5 separate regions of the Mus musculus genome follow, and regions 2, 3, 4 and 5 are each linked to region 1. Evidence: chromatin contacts called from public Micro-C and promoter capture Hi-C data. All regions are on one chromosome and are shown on one strand. Each heading gives the region's core, a stretch centred on a gene start, on an enhancer-like site or on the middle of the called end of the contact. The rest is flanking DNA. Distances are from core to core; before and after follow the strand shown.

What was found. Promoter capture Hi-C pulls out the DNA fragments that hold promoters and counts their contacts. A called contact is a pair of places that touch in the nucleus more often than the background predicts.
Region 2: a contact with region 1 is called in a promoter capture Hi-C map of liver, with 3 times the contacts expected there. The contact joins the promoter of Sh3bp5 here to the promoter of Nek4 in region 1.
Region 3: a contact with region 1 is called in a promoter capture Hi-C map of hematopoietic stem and progenitor cells, with 2.5 times the contacts expected there. The contact joins the promoter of Dnah1 here to the promoter of Nek4 in region 1. A contact is called at or near these places in 4 of 39 promoter capture datasets (cranial neural crest, hematopoietic stem and progenitor cells, liver and 1 more), 1 of 115 datasets of contacts at active chromatin or transcription factors (microglia) and 2 of 9 other capture datasets (adipose tissue and liver).
Region 4: a Micro-C map of embryonic stem cells shows a contact between it and region 1, with 2.2 times the contacts expected there. The contact joins the promoter of Prkcd here to the promoter of Nek4 in region 1. A contact is called at or near these places in 8 of 39 promoter capture datasets (the 3T3-L1 cell line, 3T3-L1-derived adipocytes, embryonic stem cells and 4 more), 1 of 484 Hi-C or Micro-C datasets (embryonic stem cells), 2 of 115 datasets of contacts at active chromatin or transcription factors (bone marrow-derived dendritic cells and stem cell-derived neural progenitor cells) and 1 of 9 other capture datasets (liver).
Region 5: a Micro-C map of embryonic stem cells shows a contact between it and region 1, with 3 times the contacts expected there. The contact joins the promoter of Bap1 here to the promoter of Nek4 in region 1. A contact is called at or near these places in 2 of 39 promoter capture datasets (liver and stem cell-derived epiblast-like cells), 2 of 484 Hi-C or Micro-C datasets (both in embryonic stem cells), 2 of 115 datasets of contacts at active chromatin or transcription factors (the SCID.adh cell line and memory CD8 T cells) and 3 of 9 other capture datasets (adipose tissue, liver and macrophages).

The regions. Positions count from the first base shown.
Region 1 is chr14:30,950,077-30,952,695 of GRCm38.p6, forward strand. Nek4 (NIMA (never in mitosis gene a)-related expressed kinase 4) reads left to right here and starts at 1,301. Exons shown (of 15, transcript NM_011849.3): 1 at 1,301-1,642. The coding sequence starts at 1,550. Gm41121 (a long non-coding RNA gene) reads right to left here and starts at 1,358. Exons shown (of 2, transcript XR_874490.3): 1 at 1,126-1,358; 2 at 356-1,011.
Region 2 is chr14:31,434,779-31,437,397 of GRCm38.p6, forward strand. Sh3bp5 (SH3-domain binding protein 5 (BTK-associated)) reads right to left here and starts at 1,322. Exons shown (of 9, transcript NM_011894.3): 1 at 1,033-1,322. The coding sequence starts at 1,179. It overlaps Gm35907 (a long non-coding RNA gene), which reads left to right and starts at 456. Exons shown (of 4, transcript XR_383329.4): 1 at 456-540.
Region 3 is chr14:31,322,580-31,325,198 of GRCm38.p6, forward strand. It overlaps Dnah1 (dynein, axonemal, heavy chain 1), which reads right to left and starts at 1,317. Exons shown (of 78, transcript NM_001033668.1): 1 at 1,284-1,317.
Region 4 is chr14:30,624,913-30,627,531 of GRCm38.p6, forward strand. It overlaps Prkcd (protein kinase C, delta), which reads right to left and starts at 1,296. Exons shown (of 18, transcript NM_011103.3): 1 at 1,068-1,296.
Region 5 is chr14:31,250,187-31,252,805 of GRCm38.p6, forward strand. Bap1 (Brca1 associated protein 1) reads left to right here and starts at 1,303. Exons shown (of 17, transcript NM_027088.2): 1 at 1,303-1,468; 2 at 1,564-1,593; 3 at 1,714-1,768. The coding sequence starts at 1,432. It overlaps Phf7 (PHD finger protein 7), which reads right to left and starts at 1,129. Exons shown (of 11, transcript NM_027949.2): 1 at 519-1,129.

The DNA of each region.
Region 1 (2,619 bases), core at 51-2,550:
TGAATTCTAGTTAGTGATATTGCTAAAGATAAACAAAAGCAAACATTTGCTAGAGCAGAGGGGGCAGACTGCTGTGTAGTAACTATTGACAGTAGCAGGGAAAGTTGCGCTTCATTCAACTGTGCAGAGGTAACTGGGCCTTTTAAGACGAGAATGAGGGCTGGGCATGGGGGCACACACCTATAATTCTACACTCAAGGCGGAGCCAGGCCGATCTCTAAAACCCTGGATTACATGGTGACATGAGACCTCTTCTAAGACACGCGCTCGCACGCGTGCACACAAACACACACACACACACACACACACACGCACACTCACACACGCACCAACAAACAATGAAGGGAAAATAGGAAAATAGAGAAATGAGAAACGGAATTCCTTAGAAAAATGAAAAAAATTACAAAGGTTTGGGAGCATGTTACTATTACATGGCTGTAAACTCAACACACAAGAGTAGGATTGCAAGATGAGCTGTAGAGGAAGATCTTATCTCAACAACAGTAACATAATAATAATAATAAATAATAACAGTTGGTCATTGTAAAAGCAATTACAATTTACTAGTTGGCAATTATAGAAGATGGGATTATATCTTCCCACACAAAATGGGAAACAGACGCCAAAATTTTTTGATGATTTACATTTCAAAGGAAGGGCTTTCTGTCCTGGAGGAAAACATTTCTGGCTTGTAGAAGACATATGCATATATATCTCAACGGGACAGAGGGATAATGAGTAACTGTGCGCCTGTTTAAAAGTAAATTCTTCAGGCAAGGCAGGTAGCTCTTTTCGCAGCCTTGTGCATTCACAGACAGGCGTTAAAAGGGGGCCTTGGTGCTCCGTGGAAGCAGCATGTGAAGTTCTGGCAAGCCTTTCAGGATGGTGGGTTTGCAATCATTCTGTGAGAGATCTTTGCCAGTCTCAGTAAAGCAGGCTGAAACTTTGAGGGATGAAGTGTATTGACGTCTTCACCAAATGCACCAAAACGGCAGGCCGAATACTGACACGCTACAAAACAAATAGAGCAAACATCATTGGTGAAGCCTAGAGTTGGCCACTCTTTTAACTGAATGTGAGCCAAGCACATAGCCGGTTAATATTTGTAGAACGAATGAACCATACGCGTAACTCGCTTAGAACCAGAAAGGATTCAATGAGCAAATGTAGAACCAAAACGCAGGAAGTGCGGCTCGGGAGTCGCTCTGGCCTTCCAGGAGCGAAGCTCTATGGCAGGTCCTCCGGGGCTGCCGAACCGCTCTGGCCGCTTCCGCGACGGCTCGATGGTAGGTCCTCCCCCAAGCACGAGGAGCAGCTCTGGCCACCGCTAGGTCGACTCTATGGCGCGTCTTCCAACTCTGAGCATGCGCAGGACTACCCCGCCAGTATCGCTATGGTAGCGGCGTCCGGGTGGGCCGGGCCTCGAAGCTCCTGCCCGCGGTGGGCCGCGTTTATGGAGTACTTCACCTCCCGTCTGGCATGAGCGGGGCCTCCCGCAGCCTTACGCGCCGCTGCCACAGCTTCCCGACTGTAGGCCTCCTTCGGGAACATGCCCCAGGCCGCATACTGCTACATGCGGGTCGTGGGCAGGGGTAGTTACGGGGAGGTGACGCTCGTGAAGCATCGGCGAGACGGCAAGCAGGTCGGGGACTTGGGACCTGGCCGGGGCGATGAGGGAAGGGATACGTCTAGGGCATCCTCAAATGTACAGGCCCGGAGTGATGGGCAGGGACTCTTCTCAGATAAGAGGTCAGCTTCTCAACTTCCCCTATAATAGGAGCCCCGGATTTTGTCTATTCTTCGGTATTAGTTTTCTTTATCTGCAAACCTCCTGTCACCTGAAATTTTCTTGAGAACAGGGGCCATGTGTTCCCAAAGCCTAGTTCAGGGCCACCGTGCAAGCCCTGTCTCTTGTGTAGTTTGTACTCCTTAAAAACTCATCTCAGCATCTTCTCGCCAGCACTTTCTCATGGACCCTATTTCAGTGAGTAGCTTGACCAGCCATGCAGTTTCCTAAGCTGGTAACAATTACCTTTAATGTCCCCAACGCTGGTTCTATTCCTGTCACTAGGTCAAACCGGCATCTCCACCCTAGTACAGGCCACCAGTCTTTCTGGCTAAATGCCCACTCCCCAACTAGTTCCTGCTGCCTGCTTTTTTTTCCCCTCTAACCTGTCTCTTCTACTGCAGTCATCTTTCTTTCTTTCTTTCTTTCTTTCTTTCTTTTTGTTTGTTTGTTTGGAGACAGGGTTACTCTGTATAGTTCTGGCTGTCCTGGAACTCACTTTGTAGACCAGGCTGGCCTCGAACTCAGAAATCTGCCTGCCTCTGCCTCCCAAGTGCTGGGATTAAAGACATGCGCCACCACCGCCCGGTTTGCAGACATCTTTCTTAAACTCAAATCTGATGTTACTCCTTTATGTAAATTACTTTATGCCATCACCCAGAGTCTAATGAACCAGTTCTTCAGTATTCTTTGCTATCAGGGTGGCCATAGAATGTTGTGCACAAACAGGCACAATTATGAAACTGATGAGCGATGTTTCATAGTTCTTAGTTCTACCAAGCCAGTGGCAGCAACAAGCTGAGAGAGCCGCCACCCCTCAAGTATAGGACCCA
Region 2 (2,619 bases), core at 72-2,571, 480 kb after region 1:
TTCTGTAATCCAAGCCCAGGGCCCGAATTAACAGAATAACCAATGAGGAGGTTTTCTTACTGATCTTTAGTGTATTGACTTGACAAAATAATTAATTTAAGCCAAACTGATGAATTTAAAGCAGGCTCTTTTTTTTTCTTTATCTGTGCACTTAAAACCAATTATGGATCCAGAAATTGCAAAGTATGTTTAATAGCTATTTTTTAAAAAATGATTTATGGAAAGGGTACAAAACGGGTCATGAAAAGGAATTTGCTTTGTGCTTAGGAAGGTGAAGAGGTTAAGCTGTCACTCCTGGAAATTGTTTTTTAACTCTCTCTCCTGGAAATGGAGGCACAGAAAGCCAGGCATTCTCTGCTTTCCCTGCCTCCACGCGTCGGCTTTGCGCAGCAGCTGTCCCTGGTGGACGTTCACACTGACCTCACAAGGAAAAGGAGGGTTTTAAACAGTCTCAGGCCAAGTGCAACACAGTGCCAACGGTGGCAACGGCAACGACGCCCACCATGTGTTGACAATGAAGAGGACGGCAGCCCAGGCCAGGTGAGGGCTCACGAGGCACCCCACACCGGTGCAGCCCACACTACAGGGGCAAGCGACAGCCACCTTGCCCTGCTCGCCCACCACGATGTCTGCATCCACGCAGGTGGGATAACGCTGCGCTGCAGCCCCGAGGCTGTGCAGTGCTCCAAGCGTGGCGCTGAGGTACCCCGACTCCGCTCGGGGCCCCCGCCCCCTTTTTCCTTTGTTGCAATCCGCCTGAACAGCTGGTCGTGTAGTAGGGACCCTCGGGTTGGGCCGAGGGTCTGCAGGGATCCCCGCAATAATCAGGCCGCGTTCACGCGGGCACCGAAGCCTTCCGCAGGGAGACCGTGAAATGGGGTGTTCCAACCCTTGGTGAAGATCCTGAATTTAGGCAGCCCCCACCCCGCGACCGCGAACACGCGAGGCTGTAAGGCATGTGTCTGCGTTAGATGCCGACTTCCACGGTAGCCCTGGTGGGGTGCGGCTGTGGGCTCCTGTCACGCGTCCTACCTGGATCCGGGGGTCCACCTCTTCCTCCTCCTCCTCCAGGCCCTGTTCCATCCTCTCTTCCTCCTCCTCTTTCTCCTCCACCTCCCGGGCAGGCGGCGGGAGCTCCGCCGGCTCGTCAGAGCGGCTCCGTTTCAGCGCCGTGTCCATGCGGGCAGCCGAACGCGCCGCAGCCGGGTCGCAAAGCGCACGGTGGGATCCGGACGCACCGAGGGCCACCTCGCCGCAGCCGGGTAGGTCTGAGCGCGCAGCGCTGCCACCCCGGGTGCTCCGCCGGCGAGTGCGGAGTGGCAGAGGAAGTGGGCGCGGCTGCCCCCTGTCTGCAGCGGCCCGCAGTACACCGCACCCACTTTGCCCAGGCCGCCGTGATAGCCTGTGTCACCCGACACTCTGTCACAAAAAGCCCAGTGCACTGGAGTCCCGGCCATGGCCACTAGGAGAGGTGCCGCCCAGTGGCTCACCAGCCCGAGCGTGGGCCGCCTTAAGGTAGTTTCCTCCTGCCTCCAGTGAAGCAGATCAAGGCACAGAAGGAAAGTTCGGGTGATTTCCATTCTTCAAAGCTACCTTTGTGTCTATTTGGAGTCACAGAAAAGGGAACTCTACCCTAATCTTGTCTGTACAGCAGACAGAGGATGGCTAGCCAGGTCCAGCCACCGAGTGGACATCATAGCCTGGAGTCTGCTGGGCAAAGCTCGGCAAGCGAAGGCATGAGCTCTTAGGGCTTTCCTGGATATTCTGAATGCACGAAGAGCCCATGGAGCTGGGGGGGGCGGGGGGGGAAATCTATGGATCGGGCGGCTTTTTAAAGAGATTGCCCTGCTTGCTCGTGGCAAAGCTTGCCCAGTGTAGGAACTATGTGGTTCTGCCCAACATCACCAAGCTAGAGCTTGCCTAGCCAACTGGGCATCACAAAAGGGCTAACAGTGGACAGGTTTCTCTGAACGTTTACAGGTGCTAGGGCCACTGTGAGGTCAGGGACTACCTGGTCAGATGCCCTGAGCAAAGTGGATACTTTGTAGAGGGAGTTTGGAGGACAGCTTTGCTTGAGAGAGTTGTTCTCGGAGCCTGTGATCCTGCCTTTTCCCCCACCTCAGAAGCAAAGCAAAGGGGTATCTGTCCTCTTTCTCAACTGGTCAGTCTTCTTCAAAGCCAGTACCAGAGAATCTCACGTGTACCACAGGCCTCCCGTGCTTCAATCTCCCCTCTGGAAAAGCCTGACCCTGTGTTCCCTTCCAACAGTTTCCCGTATTAGGTCTGTCTACTGACTTCCCACTCACTCATTTTGTTTGTTTGAAACAACCTCGGCCCAGGCTGGTGTCAAGCTCTTATCAGCTCAGACTGGCCTCGACCTTCTGATTTTCCAAAGGTAGACTCCCATGTGCTGCATTTTTAATCAGGCACTCCTCCTGTAGAGCTCACTATACAGCTAACACTGTATATATAGTCACACTGCCTCTGGTTCTGAAGCACTGAGATTATAGACACACACACCACCATTTTGGCTTCCTTGGTGGGATGGGGAGGAGACAGAGTTTTCTGTGTAGCCCTGGCTGTCCTAGAACTTGCTCTGTAGACCAGGCTAGCCTGGAG
Region 3 (2,619 bases), core at 67-2,566, 370 kb after region 1:
ATGGCAGGTTTGGTCCCAGCAGGTCCAGAACTTGGAACAGCGTTGTCGGGCTTGTGGACTCATTTCATAACACAATCCCATTTAAAACCTATGTGGAAATTGAGATTATTCTCATTTCTCAGAGTCGAGAAGATAAACCCTCAAAAGGTCCTATGACCTGGCCAATGCTTCACAGTCAACAAGAGGCACCCACATGCTCAACCACTTGGCTGAACGAGTGTGGGAGTTGGGGAGCACAGAGGTGTGTGGTCCTCATAACAGGCACTACCACCACCACCAGCACTACCACCACCGCCATCACCACCACCATCATCATCAACACCACCATCATTACCACCACCATCACCACCACCAACATCAATACCACCACCATCACCACCACCATCATCAATATCACCACCATCATCACCACCACCACCATCACTACCACCTTCAACGGTTCAAACAAGGACACTCAGGTCCAAAGAGGTATATGGAGAAGCCCTGAGATGTGTGCAAAATAGCTGCCCAAGGAGGACCTGAGCAGGAGGGCTTCCAAATTATCCATCTGCGGACTCAAAAAGTACCCGCGCTTGCATCCCTTTGAAAATCTCAGGGTACAATGCAAGCTCTCATTTGGCAACGAATGTGAACTTTAAAGGATTTTGGAAGTCTCTACCTCTGCTGAGACTACACAGAAAGCAGCATAGGAGTTGGTCATTTCTCTTACAAGCTTGGGGCTTCCTTCATCCTTCAGATGTAGTCACCTGAGAAAACTGGCTCTGTGCCCACAGCTTCTTGCACCATTGAACGCAGCCTGAAATTATATGGTACTTTGTTCTTCCCTGCCTGCTGAACAGGACTTTTCAAGTAACACTGTTCTCTGGAAACTGGGTACTTACCACGGGGAACGCAGAAGGTCCCCACAATGCATTTGCTGAGTGACTATGTGAACCAACAAATAATTGAATGGGGTTTGTAAAGGAAGGGATGAAGCCCATCTCTGTAACAACTCAGATAAAGAGAGAGAATGGGTGGGTGTCTGGTAGAAGGGGGGCATTGAGTCACACACTCCCTGCATAGAAGGATCCGAGCCCCAAACATTGTGCTGTTAGGTCTTAACAGCAAGGCCCTTAAGTGCCTTCTCCTATACACTATTCCCACAGCCCGACCCCGACAAGGCTCTGTAGGGGATGTGGGAGAGGGGGAATGGTGATCTTAAGAGTGCTTCCTCCGTGTCCACTCACTTCTACACCTTAATGAATTTTCCCCAACCCGATCATCCCGCCTCCTCATGGACCTACCGGCTCCCCTAAACAGCAAAGTTTTCAGTGCTTCCCGTCTCTAGGGAAGGACACTGAGTCCGTTGCGAGGGGGCGGGACCATTCGGCACCGCGGGCAGAAGCTTCCGGCTACCAACTTCCCCAGGACCGCTCACCCCACCCTCGCCCCCAAGAGGTCTGGTTCTTTAAGCAGAGGCAGATCACGCTGCACCGGTCCGGTCTGTAGGTGGGCGTCTAATTCTCAAATTCAGACTGCATTACTCACTTCCCCCTTTAGAGTCCTCTAACAGTAAGAGACAAAAGAGTCAAAGGCAGCATGGCAACTTTGAATAATGGGCAAGGAAATAGTGAATTAAAGGCATGAGTGGTGTCTCAAACCTGTAGTCCTCAGCACATAGCATGTGGAGGCAAGGTGTCCTTGAATATATAGCACATTTGAGGACCTGGGCTCCCCGAAACCATGTCAAAACAAAGCTACTGTGGCGGGAGATTTCCTCATTTGTTAGAGGGTTGGCCTGTCTGCGGTCTGGTGGCGCACACCTGTTATTCCAGCAGTAGGGAGGTAGAAGCAAGAAGACCAGAACTTCAAGGTCATTCTTGGCTGTGGATATGAGATCCCATCTCAAACAACAACGTGGCATCAACAGTAACCAGCTACTAAACGCCCACAGTAAGGATGTGAGGAGATTGTGAGTTGGAACTTGGTGTTCAAACTGTAGCTGCAGACAGACGGGTCACAGCGCTGTGTCCACAGAGTACTAGCTCTGGGTCTCTGGAGGCTCAGCGGCCACCCTCCCACCCGCAGTCCCAGCTTCCTGTTGCATCTGCCTCCTGTGGCTGGGCAGTGGCTGCACCCTCCCGGATAGTAGCTGTCTAATGTCTGCATCTGCTCCACACTGGGCATAGGTTCGTGTTGTTCCCTGACTGGTCCTGAAAACCGAGTAATTTTGTTTTCAGTTTTTTCAGACCTGTCTCACTATGTTGTCCTTGCTGTCTAGGAACTGGCATAGATCTATCTGCGGGCCTCTTTTGTGATCGTAGTTATTGTGGTATATAGGGGCCTGTCCTTGTTTTTTTTTTAATGTCATTTTAAAATATCTATTTCTTTTTATATTATGTGTATGATGAGTGTATACATGTATAGCGTACATGTATGTTTTGCGCACCGTGTGGTATCTATTCTGCGGAGGCCGGAAGAGGGCGCTAGAACCCCTGGATCTGGAATTACAGCCGGTTAAGAGCCACCATGTGTGTGATGGAACCTGAATTTCTCCAGTCCTCTGCAAGAGTAGCAAGAGCTGAAGCTCAGAGCCATCTCTTCAGCCCCATGTCCTTGGCTTAATGCAGCCTAAATTTC
Region 4 (2,619 bases), core at 46-2,545, 330 kb before region 1:
TACACACTATACTCACAAGTCCAGACACAGATACTACAGCAACAGAAGCCAGACTCCTCCGAGGGCCCAGGGTAGCGGCCAAAGGAAAAAGGGATCTCCCCCACTCAGTCTAAGTCCTCCAGGTTTGAGTGGGGTGCTGAGTGAGGCTCCCTTCTCTCCCCTCCCCTGTATAAGAGAGTTGGGGAAGTGGGAGCAGTTGTGATGGTGCTCCCTCTCCACTGCCAGCCGGCAGGGCAGAGCACTCCCGTCACTGCTGTCCTCATCACCTTACTGGGCCCCCAGAGGGGGTGGCGTCTCTCCAGTGGGACAGAGACTGACAGCACCAGGCAGAGACCACCCGGAGAAGGGACACGGGGGATCAGAGAGGACAGGGGAATGGTGGAGGCTGGAGCCACGCCCAGCTCAGAGACAGATGGAAAGCCAAGAAAGACACCGAGACTGAAAGAAGAGATAGGGCAAGGAGGCGGCGCCGTGAGAGTCCGCCCGCCTGGGACCCAAGCACTGGAGGCTAGGGAGACAGGCGGCCCGCCCTCCGCCCGGTGGTGAAAAGGACCGGAGACTGGACTGGCAGGGGCAGGCGAGCGTGGGCTGGGGGTGCGGCTCTGGGAGGACTGGGTCGAGGGGACGGCGGATCTGGTGGGGGTGGGGAGACGGAGTACACGGACGGCGAGGGGCAAACAGACCTGGCCTGGGAGCAGAGGACCAGGCAAGAGGGGGTGGGGACCGACGAATGTGCAGAGTCCCCTGAGAGATTTGAGAAGATCGGACGGTCCCTCGGCGGGGATAAAGACACACAGGGGTGGAGTAGGGGGTTAAAGATGCTGGGAGTAGTCGGGCCTGGGCTCCAGCCGTCGAAGAGAGGGTCAGACCGACCAGGGTATGGAGGCACCGGCGGGTCTCCGTGCTCGGCGGGACTTTGGCTGCTCCTGGCTCAGTTTCTCAGTTTCAGAACCAGGAGCCAGAGAAGAAAGCGGGGAATGGAGACTACGGGCGAGGAAAAGGGGGAGAAAGGCCGCTGCGCCCTCGAGTTAACTCGGACCCCGCGCCCGGGCCCAGCTCTCACTCACCTCCCGACGCAGGGCCAGGCGCCAGGGGTCCCGGCGAGCCGGGGTCCGTCTCGTGGCGCGGCTCTCCCGGATGCGCGTGGACGGGGAGGTAGGCACAAGTCTGATCCGGACGGGTCCGGAGGCCAGTGGGGACCTCCCGGGTCCCGGCTCGAAGGGTAGATGTCCACGGGCCGCTCGCGGGATCCCCGCGGCCGCCGCCTCCTGCTCTGGCGCCGCGGCACACGGAAGTGCAAAGGGGAGGGGCTGCGCGACCTCACCCAGGTGCCGGCCCCGGTCCCGCCCCCACTCAGGACCCGCCCCACGGGCGCCCGCCCCTTCGAAGCTCCGCCCACGTGAGCTGGGGGTCCAGCGCGTCTCAGCCTCTTTGAGTTGCAAGTCCTTGGGTCCCCAGATCTGTTAGCCGTCTCTGGCTCTTGTGGCGCCTCGCCTGCCAGTGGCACGCAGGCCATCCCATCTCAGGGGACTAATTTATAGAGGAGGACTCCGAGGCCAAGTTGGGGGGTGGGGTTGAGCACTGCACACACAATGGAGCCCAGGAGGCACCGACGGGGCTTCCCCAACTACTTGCGCCCACACCCGGGACTCCCCACTGGCCAGCTGGCCCGCCTTGCCTGGCCTCATTCCTCTTCCTGCTGGCTTGAGCAGAGCCACGCCGCCAGGCCTGCCGGTTCCAGTCCTGCCCGAGAGAAGGAGCTGGGAGGTCTCCAGGGCGAGAGGTTCTAGCCAGTTTGTCTCAGCACTGCTCCTCAGACAATTGTGGGAATTGCCTCTGCCCCCATCTCACTGTCTTTCCTGAGCCCACGGTTCAGAGCTCCCCTTGCTCAGTCAAGCTCATAAGAGGGATTTGATTGTCAGCTGTAACTCATTCACTCATTAAGGGTCCCCTGGGCCCAAAGTCTGAGCACCAAATGGGAGCCAGGGACTCCATTTTTCTGTCCCCAAAGCCCAGAACACTAAGCTGTTACATTATACTTACCCAAAGAAATGACTTCCTGGGCTGGGCAGATGATCGTTTTTTCTAGCACGCAGAGAGCGCTGTGTTTGACCCCCACCACAGAGTAAACCACAGATGGAGGCTCAGAATAATACTCCAGTGCTCAGGGGGAGAAAGCAGGAGAATAGAGTGTGGACGCCAGCCTGTTCATGAGAGACCTTGTCTCAACAAAACCAAACAAACGAGAACTCTTCCTGGGAGGATACAAGAGGGTTCTAATAGCCCAAGATACCTAAGTTCCTTCTGGAAAACTACCTAGAAGGAATAGAAGTCTAGACAGCTCTTTGCCGACTGAGATCAAGAGAAGTGCTGCTGCAGGGGCTGGTGAGATGGCTCAGTGGGTAAGAGCACCCGACTGCTCTTCCGAAGGTCAGGAGTTCAAATCCCAGCAACCACATGGTGGCTCACAACCATCCTTAACGAGATCTGACTCCCTCTTCTGGAGTGTCTGAGGACAGCTACAGTGTACTTACATATAATAAATAAAAAAATAAAAAAAATAAAAAGAGAAGTGCTGCCCCACCCGTGGAGGCTTGAAACTTCCAGGGATGGGGGACC
Region 5 (2,619 bases), core at 53-2,552, 300 kb after region 1:
CTATAGTGTACTCATATACATAAAATAAATCTCTTTTTTTGTTTTGTTTTTCGATACAGGGTTTCTCTGTGTAGCCCTGACTGTCCTGGAACTCACTATAAGACCAGGCTGGCCTCGAACTCAGAAATCCGCCTGCCTCTGCCTCCCAAGTGCTGGGATTAAAGGCGTGCGCCACCACTGCCGGGTTTGGACAGCATTTCTTAAAAGACCTCAGTCAATTAGGTCCCTCCAGAGATATACTATACTTCAGTATCCAGAGCCTCAAGTCAAGGCTGGCGATTCTGAATCTCTTCATGAATGTCAGACTTTTCTAACTGCTAACTGCTTACAAGCCATCAAAACTTCACGCTAGCTTTTCCCAACACAGGAGATGCAGTTGCAGAGCTAACATCAGTTTGTTTTCTTACTAAACGTGGATGGGCTGAGATGGGTTGGAACCTTTCCGTGTCCCCACGGGGATCTACTTTACTTCCTAGTATGTTGGCGCTAAACCCGACTGTGTTAAAATAGAAATAAACCTTGAGATTTCAGTTCTTTGCATCGCTGGGACACGACGTTACTTGAGTAGTAGTCTGTGCACACTGGTAGTTATAAGATGGAATCTTCAAAACAGTTGAGGACGGTCGTGGCAAATGCAAGCTGCTCAGTCCGCGATTTCCTAACCCGGCGGATGCTCGCTCGAAACGCTTACCAAGTTGTATCACTGGATAAAAGTGTTGGGTAAATTAAAAATATATTAACGTGTTCGGTCCCGCCGCCGCAAGAATAAACGATTTATTTGGAAAATACGTCAGTGTGGCCACAACCGTCCCCCAAAGGTAACAGTCAGAAGAGGGCTCAAGGAGCATTCCGCGCATGCCAGGGCTCCCTTGCCGGGCGGCTGTGGCGAGGCCAGGCTGGAGGCTGCTTCCGCTGCTCGCTCTCACGGAAGCTACGGGCCACCGCTTTCAGCCCAGGCTGCCCACCCAGCTGTCGCCGAGGGCGCCGCTGTCCCGGAGCTTTAGTCGTTGACACAAGACGTGGTAACTACTTCACGGGCGGCCGCCCCGCGCGGTGACTGCGCCGTCGAAGGAGGCGAGCGTGCTGAGGGGGGATGGGGTCACGCGGACTGTGGCCAAAACGAGGACCGCTAACGGCCGCGCGCCCGCCCCGCCCTCCGCACGTGCGCGCCCTCGCCTCGACGCGCGCGCGCGTGCATGCCCGCCTCTGTCTCCGCCTCCGCCCCCGCCGTTCGGCCGGCGGAAGACCAGCCCCCGGGTTAGGCTCGTCGTGTGATGATGACGTTGTACGTCCGGCGCGGGCGAGTGACGCGGCGCGGCCCGTTGTCTGTGCGGGGCTGAGAAGCCCTAAGGGCGGTGGGCGCTCCCGGTTGGGGGCGGCGCGGGTTTAGCAGGGCCTGGACATGGCGCTGAGAGGCCGCTCCGCGGGAAGATGAATAAGGGCTGGCTGGAGCTGGAGAGTGACCCAGGTACGGAGGGGCCTCGGCGGGCCGGGGGCTGGGGAGGCCGGATGGGCCCCGGACGCACCTGCATGACAAATCCCTCTTCTTGTCGTCCCACCCAGGCCTCTTCACCCTCCTGGTGGAAGATTTCGGTAAGAACCCCGTTACCCACGACCTTCGGTCCCTGGCTGGTGTGGATGTGGGGGTTGGTCCTTGAGTTCTCGCAGCAGAGCCTGGGACTGCCCTGCCGACCTCTCCTTTCCTGATCGTAGGTGTCAAAGGGGTGCAAGTGGAGGAGATCTATGACCTTCAGAGTAAATGCCAGGGGTGAGTGGCTGGGACGCCCCCTTACCTCCGGAGGGCCGAGAAAGGGCAGGGGAATAGTACCCCATTCAAGGGAGGCAGTACTAGAAAACCTGAGCTATATAAAATATCACATAAGAAAGTGTCACTCTTTGTGGGTGCCCTCTTGGACTTTTCTTTTCTTCTCAGTCTTTCCTCAGTGTTTCTCCTTAGAAAGCTGTAGCCCTCCTTTTAACCCTAAGCACTCGTGGAGTACAGTTGAGCTGCCTTTCTGGTTTTGCAGCCGGAACCCTCCGTTGCATAGTGTTGCACCTTTTTTGTAAGTGTACAGTCCATTAATTACATCACCACATGTGCTGTGCCTTTAATCACCACACAACATTTGTCCTGACCATTAGTGGCGCTCTCCTCTAGTCCCAATGCTTGGGAGGCAGAGGCAGGCAGATCTCTGAGTTTGAGTCCAACCTACGCTACTTAGTGAGACCATGTGTCAACAAAACTGAACACAGTTGTCCTGTATTGATTGGTTAGTGTGAGAAGGCCTTTTTTAGGTACCTAAACTCAGAGTCTTGTTTTGGAAATCTATAGAATAGAGGCATAGAGAACCTAACTGCTTCCAAGGGAAGGAACTGGTTTGGGAGTTCACGCACTATACTCATTTTACTAGGACTGGAGGCCGAGGTCCACCAGTGAGTTGGTACTTAATTCTTCATCAACGTTTTTGTGCCTTTTATTGTGTCCCTACCTTGCTCCATCCTGGGCCAGCAGTTCCAGATTTCCTTCTTCTCTTGCCTAGACCTCATAGACCGAGTGGGGTTTGAGAGCTTCAGGCTCATACTTGACTGCCTGTGATAGGCTTCTGGGGTTTGAGGTCT